Linked DNA regions of Ovis aries: region 2 is linked to region 1. Evidence: chromatin contacts called from public Hi-C data. All regions are on one chromosome and are shown on one strand. The core of a region is the stretch at or near the end of the contact, and the rest is flanking DNA. Distances in the headings are between cores, read along the strand shown.

The links. A called contact is a pair of places that touch in the nucleus more often than the background predicts.
Region 2: a Hi-C map of muscle shows a contact between it and region 1, with 6 times the contacts expected there. The contact joins the promoter of KIF1B here to the enhancer-like site in region 1. A contact is called at or near these places in 4 of 16 Hi-C or Micro-C datasets (liver, muscle, retroperitoneal adipose tissue and 1 more).

Annotation. Positions count from the first base shown.
Region 1 is chr12:42,539,344-42,544,004 of ARS-UI_Ramb_v3.0, reverse strand. All of the region lies in intron 14 of KIF1B (kinesin family member 1B), which reads left to right. Among named protein-coding and RNA genes, the nearest start is that of KIF1B, 65 kb to the left of the region's middle. Within about 2 kb of position 1,929, at least 4 of the 54 cell types and tissues checked have an H3K27ac peak or open chromatin away from gene starts, as enhancers often do. A contact at or near this core is called in muscle, where this site is marked.
Region 2 is chr12:42,604,072-42,608,732 of ARS-UI_Ramb_v3.0, reverse strand. KIF1B (kinesin family member 1B) reads left to right here and starts at 2,409. Exons shown (of 47, transcript XM_060396494.1): 1 at 2,409-2,685.

The DNA of each region.
Region 1 (4,661 bases), core at 680-3,179:
CCTCCCTACTTCCCACCCAAAACAAAACTGTTTTATTGCTTTTAGCAGAAATAAGTTTCTGTGTTTTAATTCTCCTTTAAGCCAATCTAAGTGACATTTCCTTTTTTCACTAGCTTTAGAAAATAGTTTCTTTATGATTTTGCATTCAGTCTTGTTTTTTAATGCAGCATGGTAGTAATGTAAGCACCTTAGTTCTGCTCCTAGTTTGTGAATGGTGAGAAATCCATGTCAGCAGACATGCATTTTAATGCTGCAGGCAGATGACATCCTGTGTTCACAGGGCAAGGCAGTGGTTGTACGATAGAAATGCTTGCAGATTTCTCATTTTGGAGACTATTTCATTGTTCTGAATGTGAAGGAATGGCATTCCTAAGACATGACACTGTAGGAGAAAAATACTGTAATGGAAAACATTAATGCAGGAGGGTCATTCATTTTCCTAACGTTTTATGTCCCTTTGTTTCTCTTTACTTTTGACTTTTTAAAAAAAGGGTCAGTTGGTAGAATACTTTTACACAGGGCATCACTATTGCTTCATTCATTGAATATTCTGTTTCCATGTGGAAGAGACCCAGGTTATCCATCATAAATACCCTGGGCCCTCTGCACATCTCTGGCAAAGAGAGTAACATGTAACTGCTTTCTGTTTTTAGTTGCACCTCAAAGTGAGTCGACATGTTGTATCCTTGATGTGGATTCCGACTTAAGAAGGTTTTCAATATGTAGCAATGGCTACTAGGTGGTGCCTCTGGTGTTTATTAGTCTGGCATCAGTGTCAGCACTCTGAGTGCCATTGCTCAGGCTTTTAGACTATAAATATCCACAGATATCCATTACAGAAGCACGCAAGGGTAAATGCTGTGCTTGGCAGCCTGAGGGCCCCACACTTGGAGCTGCTCACTCACGAAGCCGGCTGCATTCAGTACAGTAAAACTTCTCTGATGGCTTCAAGGAATGTTCCGCGTAGTAAGCATTTAACTATTTAAATATCTCAATCTAAACTATAATTTTTTTTTTCTGGGGAAATGTTTCTGACTTGTTCTGTGGACTTGTCTGCCATCTTAACTGATCATGATGATTTATTTGTGTTCAGCATTATGAACTGACTTAATAGCCAGTGCTATACAGGTAGCCAGACAGACATGATGTGAGATCAAAGGTAAAAGATGCCTGAGCCCAGCATGCCTGCGAGCTTAAAAAATGATCCTGATGTCACTCTGTTTTTCCAGGATTTTTTAATGTACAGTACCTGTAGGAAAGAAGACCTTTGAAGAGTGTCTCCTTAACTCCTCATTTCTAAAGCATGAATTCCAATTCAGTTTAATCTTAAATTCAACTTCTAGAATAAGTTATAGGCAGTGCTGGACCCCCATGTGCCATGCCTGCCCGCAGAGTTAATTGGTGACTCAGACTGAAAGCTACTGTCCTATTGGCATCTTTGTTTCATTTATACTAAGTTTGACATTTAGCCTTGAAGAAATAATATTTCTCATGCTTTCTTAATTTATGGTGAGCTATCTCATAGACTATCCTATTTAAAGCCTGTGGATTCTGCCTTAGTTGGAAGAAGAACACACAGGAAACACAGCCATAGACCTGGCTCTGTAAGAAATGTGGCCTGAGGATAGTCACTTAGTTTCTCTGTGTTTCTAGAATGTCTCTGAAATAAGTGACTTTTTCCAGGGCTGAAGTTTTGCTAAATGACACTCAACATTGTTTCCTCAGAGTTAAAAAAAAAAACTTTCTAGACAACATAAAAGTTGCAGCTTGAAGCTATAATGAAAGAATGAAGGTAGTACCTTCCTCAGCTTACTCCTTAAATCTCTTTTCTACAAGGAGGTCATATTCTGACTTACCCTCTAGGTAGTGAATAAAATTAGAGAGGTCACACCAGAGTTGGCAGCAAGATGGTAAGAGGATTCCTAGACAGTATTGCTTCCTTGGGATTAGTTTACAGTTGCCCCAAAATATCAGAAGAGTAGCTTTGACAGAGCCAGATAAACCTCAGCTCTGACATACACCTTCTCTAAAAATAACCAATCGAAAAAATATGTATTTCAAGCATCTCATGGATCAGTTTGTATTTTATAACTGACATCAGTATGGCTTGTGGACCACAGTATATAAAATAAGCCCTAGTGCAAGTGCTGTGGTTTGGGCATTGTGTTATCCTGTGCCTTTGTTTTTGAAGTTGCCACTTAACGTGAAGGTTTCTATCCAACTCTCTTTAGTAAGCCTGAGACTCTTACAGGTTATGAGGCCTGCTTGTATTGTACTTGCCCTTTGACAGTCATTTGCAGAAGCATTAATGCTACCCTGTTTGAGCTATTGAATAACTTTGATGGTGAGTTAGAGAGGCCATTGACCACTTGGTACTCGGTACCCTTCCTTTCCTGCCCGTCCTCTTTCTGAATTGTGTGCCTTTCTTGGCTGCTGCCCCTCTCTGGTGGCTTGTGGTTCCTCACTTGGCTGTGGAGTGGCCTTTGCACTGCAGATTGTTCATTCCTGTTGGAGGACTGTAGGGATGCCGTCATCCCCTGAGTGTGTTCAGGGGATTAATGAGAGCCAGTTCAGATGATTTTTATCTCTGCCCTCCTGCCTTCCACTGTAGGCTGGCTGTAGCTTCTTGCACTTTGTAACAGACTCATTTCTGAGTACCTGCTACATGGCCCCCTTTCTGTCCACCTCCCTGATGCCCAGGCCTTTTCTGAGCGTTTTAAGTTTTGTTCTTTGTTCGTTGTTGCTCCTCCGCCGCCGCCATTATCATCACCCTCCTCCTCATCATGCCCTCCTCTGTTTCTTCCGGCTCCTGGACTCCTTTGCTTTTGCAGTTGCTTCCATAAACATAAGGACTCAAAAGCAACATAAGTTGCTTCCAGTCTTTACTCTGGGCTTTTACCATGCTCTCTTCCTCATTCCAGAACACCAAGTGCCAGGTGCCTTAAGGTGTTATCGTAGTAAATCTTCATAGTTTCTTTCTATGTAGGTATTAATACTTCTCTACATTAACTGTTCTACTCTTCTACAATTCTACATTAATTATATTAGTAGTCATCTACATTAACTACATTACATTTGCCAGAATGGGCAATGTTCAGTCTACCGTACAATTGTGCTCACTTCACTTCTAGCAGGTAATGCTCAAAATCCTTCAAGCTAGGCTTCAAGCTCAGCTTTATGTGAGCTGAGAACTTCCAGATGTTCAAGCTGGATTTAGAAAAGGCAGAGGAACCAGAGATCAAATTGTCAACATCTGTTAGATCATAGAAAAGGCAAGAGAATTCCAGAAAAACATCTACTGCTTCACTGACTATGCTAAAGCCTTTGACTATGCAGATCACAGCAAACTGGGGAAAATTCTCAAAGAGATGGGAATACCAGACCATGTTACCTGCCTCCTGAGAAACCTGTATGCAGGTCAAGAAATAACAGTTAGAACCAGTCATGGAACAACAGACTGGTTCAAAATTGGGAAAGGAGTACGTCAAGGCTGTATATTGTCACCCTGCTTATTTAACTTATATTTAGAGTCAGTACATCATGTGAAATGCTGGGCTGGATGAAGCGCAAGCTGGAATCAAGATTGCTGGGAGAAATATCAATAACCTCAGTTATGCAGATGGCACCACCCTTATGGCAGAAGCTAAGAAAGAACTTCATCTGCTTTATGATGGTGAAAGAGAAGGGTGAAAAAGCTGGCTTAAAACTCAACATTCATACAACCTTAAGATCATGGCATCTAGTTCTATCACTTCATGACAAATAGATGGGAAAACAGTGGAAACAGTGAGAGAGTTTATTTTCTTGGATTCCAAAATCACTGCAGATGATGATTGCTGCCATGAAATTAAAAGACGCTTGCTTCTTGGAAGAAAAGTTATGATGAACCTAAACAGCATATTAAAAAGCAGAGACATTACTTTGCCGACCAAGGTCTGTATAGTCAAAGCTATGGTTTTTTCAGTAATCATGTATGGATGTGAGAGTTGAGCCATAAAGAAGGCTGAGCGCTGAAGAATTGATGTTTTTTAACTGTGTTGTTGGAGAAGAGTCCCTTGGACTGCAAGGAGATCAGACCAGTCAATGCTAAAGGAAATCAACCCTGAATATTCATTTGAAGGGCTGTAGTGAAGTTGAAGCTCCAGCACTTTAACCACCTGATGTGAAGAGCCAACTCACTGGAAAAGACCCTGATGCTGGGAAAGATTGAAGGCAGGAGGAGAAGGGGATGACAGAAGAAAGATGGTTGGAAGGCATCACCGACTCAATGGACATGAGTTTGAGCAAGCTCCAAGAGATGGTGAAGGACAGGGAAGCCTGGCATGCTGCAGTGCATGGGGTTGCAAAGAGTCAGACACAACTGAGTGACTGAGCAACAATTTATTAATAGTTATGTTGGGGGATCACAGAGGCTTCATAAAATAGCCTGTTAAATGAATTTGAAATATTTTTTGAGCTATGAAGACTTCTCATCCTGAATCACTACCATTACTGTTACCTTGTCATCATTATCATCTGAGTTTCTAATTTTGTATCCATGACTATCATATTCTCCTGCTTTTTGCATGTGCTCATCTCCCTTTTTGGTATCCCTTCTTCCTCCATTTTTTTTTTTTTTTTTGACCTGAACAGTTCCTGCTTGTCCTTCATTCACAATATGA
Region 2 (4,661 bases), core at 1,160-3,659, 64 kb before region 1:
CATGGCTCTGTGCATAACATTTATAAATCTTTTGATGTTCTTTCCAGGGATAACTATTGGGCCATGACTAAATTCAATTTTCTAGTACTATCCGACTTTTGAGAGGTGACTCTGTACAAAATCTGTAACCTGAGAAACTGAAGGTCTCTGCAGAGCGATTTCATTTGTCAGAGGGGCAAAAAGCTTAGGTAGAGCATGCTATTTTGGTCTTGAAACCTAGAACAGTCTTATCTACCTCTCTTGATCCTTCTTTGTGTGCTTTTGCTTAATTTGTCTAGGGCTGATTACTACCACATTCCCTTCACTGTTTCACATTCTTTTTGATTTGAACTCCATTGAGAGCTCAAACAATACTACCATCCAGGTTTTTGTAACTCTCCATGGTGCTTACCTGAGTACTTATGCAAAGAGCTTTTATTTTTTTAATTATGAAAGTATAACACATTTACAGGAAACTTGGAAAATACAGAACAAAGTTACATATAGTTCCACTATATATTCTGATATTTTTTAAGTAGATAAATTAAGAGTTTTAGTTGGTATTTCAATATCAAACTCTCAAAAATTAATAAATAGAAAAGAAGGCTATACCAAGTCTGGAAAGTGCTATGAACCAATTTAACAAAATTAAGATTTATACAAGTTTCACACGACAGCAGGATACATGTTCGACTCAAGTTCCCAAAGACTATAAACCAGGAGACGCTGGAACATATCCAGGGACATAACATAAGATGAAAAAATTTCATGGGCTAGAAAGCTGTTTAAATCATACAGTGTCTATTCTCTTGTCACTGTGGAATTATGTTAGAAATCAGTATCAAAAGATATTTGAAAATAACCCACATGTTTTCAAGCACAATGTGTCATTTACCAAGAGAGATCTTTGACTTAAGAGATTTTCTTTTTCTAAGGAAAAGGTTGGTGTCTACTAATGAATCCATGAACTTCTATTAACTCATTGTAATTCTATTTTTGTCATGGCCTTCAGGAAGCTACCAGGTGGGTTTTGTGCTCAGTGGTGGCACATTCCCTTGACTGTATTTTTAAATATTATTTTTCTTTCTATGCATTCCCCTTTTTCAGACAGCCCTTTCCCCTATACAGACTTTATTACTTAAAAAAAATTAACTTTACTCCTACTTTAATGCTATACAGTTTTATTGCTTGTGTGGTTCAGTGTAAGCTATGTCAAATCCTTCTGTGGATAGGTGGAGTTTACATTGTATATGAAAGGTTCAATAGCTGTTGGCTGGATGGCGAGTATGGAGGAGTTTAGCGGTGGTGCAAATCTTCTGAAACCCTTAGTGTAGAAATTTAATTCTGATGTTTTAGCGTCTCTGCTTATACAGAGGCTTTTTAACATCCAATTCTGTATTGAATTCAGCGGAGGGGTGGGGGGAGGAATCAGATTTTATTTTAAATTTCTGCTAGTAAATGAAAAAGTATATCATAACCTTGTAAAATAGTGATGCCTGGCATGATAATTACCCATATTACTGTAGAATTAATATTTTATTAAGTACAGAATTGTACCTCACGTGAACAGCTGTGTACTTTTCTTTAGACCTGAATCTAAATCTGATTTTTAAAAATAGCTAGCAGAGCGCGTGTGTTCTCCGGTTTCTGAATTCCAATAACCCTCCTTTAAGGGAATCTCCCAGGGGGGACCTCGGTTGGTTAACTCCGGGGCGATACAAAGCATTTTGTTCGTTTACTCACGGCCCTTACTCGGTCTCCCAAGGAGACAAGTTGAATGCCCACTAAGTCATGCTTTTCCATTACTCATTCCGCCTTTTTTCCCAAGGTGGCGTGTGGGAGGTGTTGTGCTCGGGCTCGCTAAGAATAGGCCGGTAAGCTTTCTGCGGGATAGTACACTCATCCTTTTGCGTGTTTCAGCTCCGACTGCGCAGTGTTTCGCGGCTTCAGCGTGGTGAGATGTTTTCCAAACGGACAATGACTCCACACTCGGCTGCCTCCCACATTCGTTTCTGCCCCTCCGCAGGCGTCGGGTCCCCACAGTCCCGCCCCGCCCCACTTAGCCTTGCTTTGTCCCCTTACAAGGCGGATCACCGGGTTAGCCCGGAGCGGCTGCTGCCGGCTAACGCCCTTCGGGGGTCACCCGGTAGGGGACTCTGGGCGCCGCCTTCCCCCACCCCGCACCCCCACACACCAGCTCCGGCTTCTGAGCCACCAGGGGGCGCCCAGCCGTCTCCGCCTCTCTCACCGCCCCTTCACCAGCTCCCCCTGCGATTGGCCGGCCGCTCGGAGCTCTGCACCCCGATTGGTCGCTGCCCGCGTCAGTCGCGGGCGCCAAGGCGGACCGAGGTGACGCACGGCAGCCGGGCTTCGGGCGGTGTCCTAGGACGGCGGCAGCAGGCGGAGCTTGGAGAGGACGGACGCTGAGCAGTCTGACGGCGGCGGTCCTGGGAGGTGCCAGCGCGGGGCTGAGCCGCTCTTCGCCGGTTGCCGCGCCCGGGTCTCCTGGACTCCCGCCCTCCGTGGCCCTTGATGCCGGGCTGGCCAGCTGTGTGATGGGGCTGCCGAGCGGCGCCCTGCGGCTCTCGGCGGCCGCTGCTCGCGCTAAGGAACGTCGGTGCCGGGTTCCCCGCGCCCCCGCGAGCCGCGGCTCTTGCTGACCCGGCCCTCCCGCCCGCCTGTCAGTCTGTCCGCAGCGCGGCTGAGGTAAGGCGGGCGGCGGTTGGCGCTGCGCCGCCAGCCTGAGAATGGGACCGCCCGGGGGGAGGGGCGGCCAGGCCGGGGTCTGGCGGGGTCCGAGCCGGGGAAGCTCCGGGCCGGGCCGGAGCCGCGAACACTGAGGGCGCTGCCCCAGCGGGGCACCGAGTGGGGCGGGGCGGGGTGGGGGAGTCTCGGCCTCGCGAGTGGGGGACAGTCCTCGGGCCAGCAGCGAGCCCCGGGCTTGGGCCAGCGGCCTGCCGGGTCCCCCGCAGTGGCCCGCACCAGCTCTCCGCCTCCCCTGAGCCGCCAGGTTCCGGCTGTCCCCGGCGGTCAGCCGAGCCGCCGCTGCCCCTCGGTTACCCGGGCTCTCTGCGCACATTATGGCTCTCTCTGCTCCGTGCTGAAGCCACCCTTCTCATTTACCCCCATCCCCTCTCCCCCGTTAGGGTTGGCATCGAGGCTTCGGCTAGGAATGTGGTTGTGCCCTTTTGCCAGATGAAGGCAGGCGCGGGCATCGAGTGGGAGGGGGGAGCCGCTGTCGCAAGGACTGGAGAGAAGCGCGGTGGGAAGGGAGGGGGCTCGCTGGATGCTGGCCATCCGTGGCGGGGGCTGGTGTGGTCTCGGCGGTCGGCAGCCTGGGTTTACTCTGGCAGCCATATTGGGAGGATGATCTGACAAATCCTTTAGGAGCCAAGTCCCGTTGCTGGAAGGCACCGAGTGGCAGCCCTGGCAGCTTTCAGGGTGACTGGCCACACCGAAGCCAAGCTGTGGGGGTTGGGAGGCTGCTCCAGCGAGCTAGTCATTGTTCATGCAACACAAAACATTCCGGGCCCTAAAACCAGAATGGAACTCCGAAATCACTTTTTTTTCCTCCTTGGTGAATCGCTAATTGAGCTTCCAAGGCAAACTGCCTTCAAGATTGCATTCTCTTTGGGGTGAAATGATGCATTTCTGTGTTCATCGTCTATGATCAGGGCTATGGACACAGAGGGATGGTGATGCCTCACTCGTACAGAAGCAGATCTGAGGATTGCTAAGGCCAGTTTACCAGGGTGGAGGCCTGGAATTATCAATAGTACATTGCGACGCCGGATGGATAGATTTTCAGAGTAACTCAATATGCACAGGTGAAGTCAACTGGAATATTCTAATGATGGGAGAGGGTTGCAGCAGTATTTTTGAGGAAGCAGGTTGTCATGTTTGTGGAATCTCGAGGTGACTGAAATTAGATTGTCAACAGATCCCTTGCTCACATATCTCTTTACTGTTCTAGGCAGCTGTTGTGGTGATACTGAACATGTTGCTTTGTGTCTTAAATGGGTCTTTCCCAGCCCCCTGAAAGTGTAGTGGCTGGATTCAGATAGCTCTTAAGAGGTGATATCATGGTGGATATTTTATTTAAAGGCTGGCATTTTGTCAGCTTAGCTTAGTCATAGTAAAATCTTAGCTTGTGTTCTCTAAGAAGTGAGGTGATGCTTTCTAATTAACTTGGTATGGCTGTTGGATTATGAGGCAAGTGAAATGGGTAAGGTACCACTTAAGGATGGAATATGAAGAGTGCACACATGTTAGCGTTGTAAAAAAAAGATCTGGATAGGAGCAACAACTGAATTTAGTGTGAGCCTATAGATCTGTCTTTTCCTACATACTAGGTGTGGACAGGTTCTGGAGAATGGCATACCCACCTTTTTTGTTCTGTTGCTTTCATTCAAACTCCCTTTCTTAATGAATAAATTCCTGTCACTTAAGTGGAACTACTTAAACATTTTCAGGTAAGGTTTTCTAAGAAAAGTCTTAACACTTTATTTTTTATTTTTATCATTAAGCTTTTCTTTTGAAACTTGGTTGAAATTTTAAAAAAAATGACTTCAACAGAAACTAGTGTTTTTTGCATCTTATTAATAATGAGAGAAATACAGAATGTCTTGTTTTTAAATTCCATGCCCCAATTAAGAAATATTTCTTAGATGTAAGTTTTTACA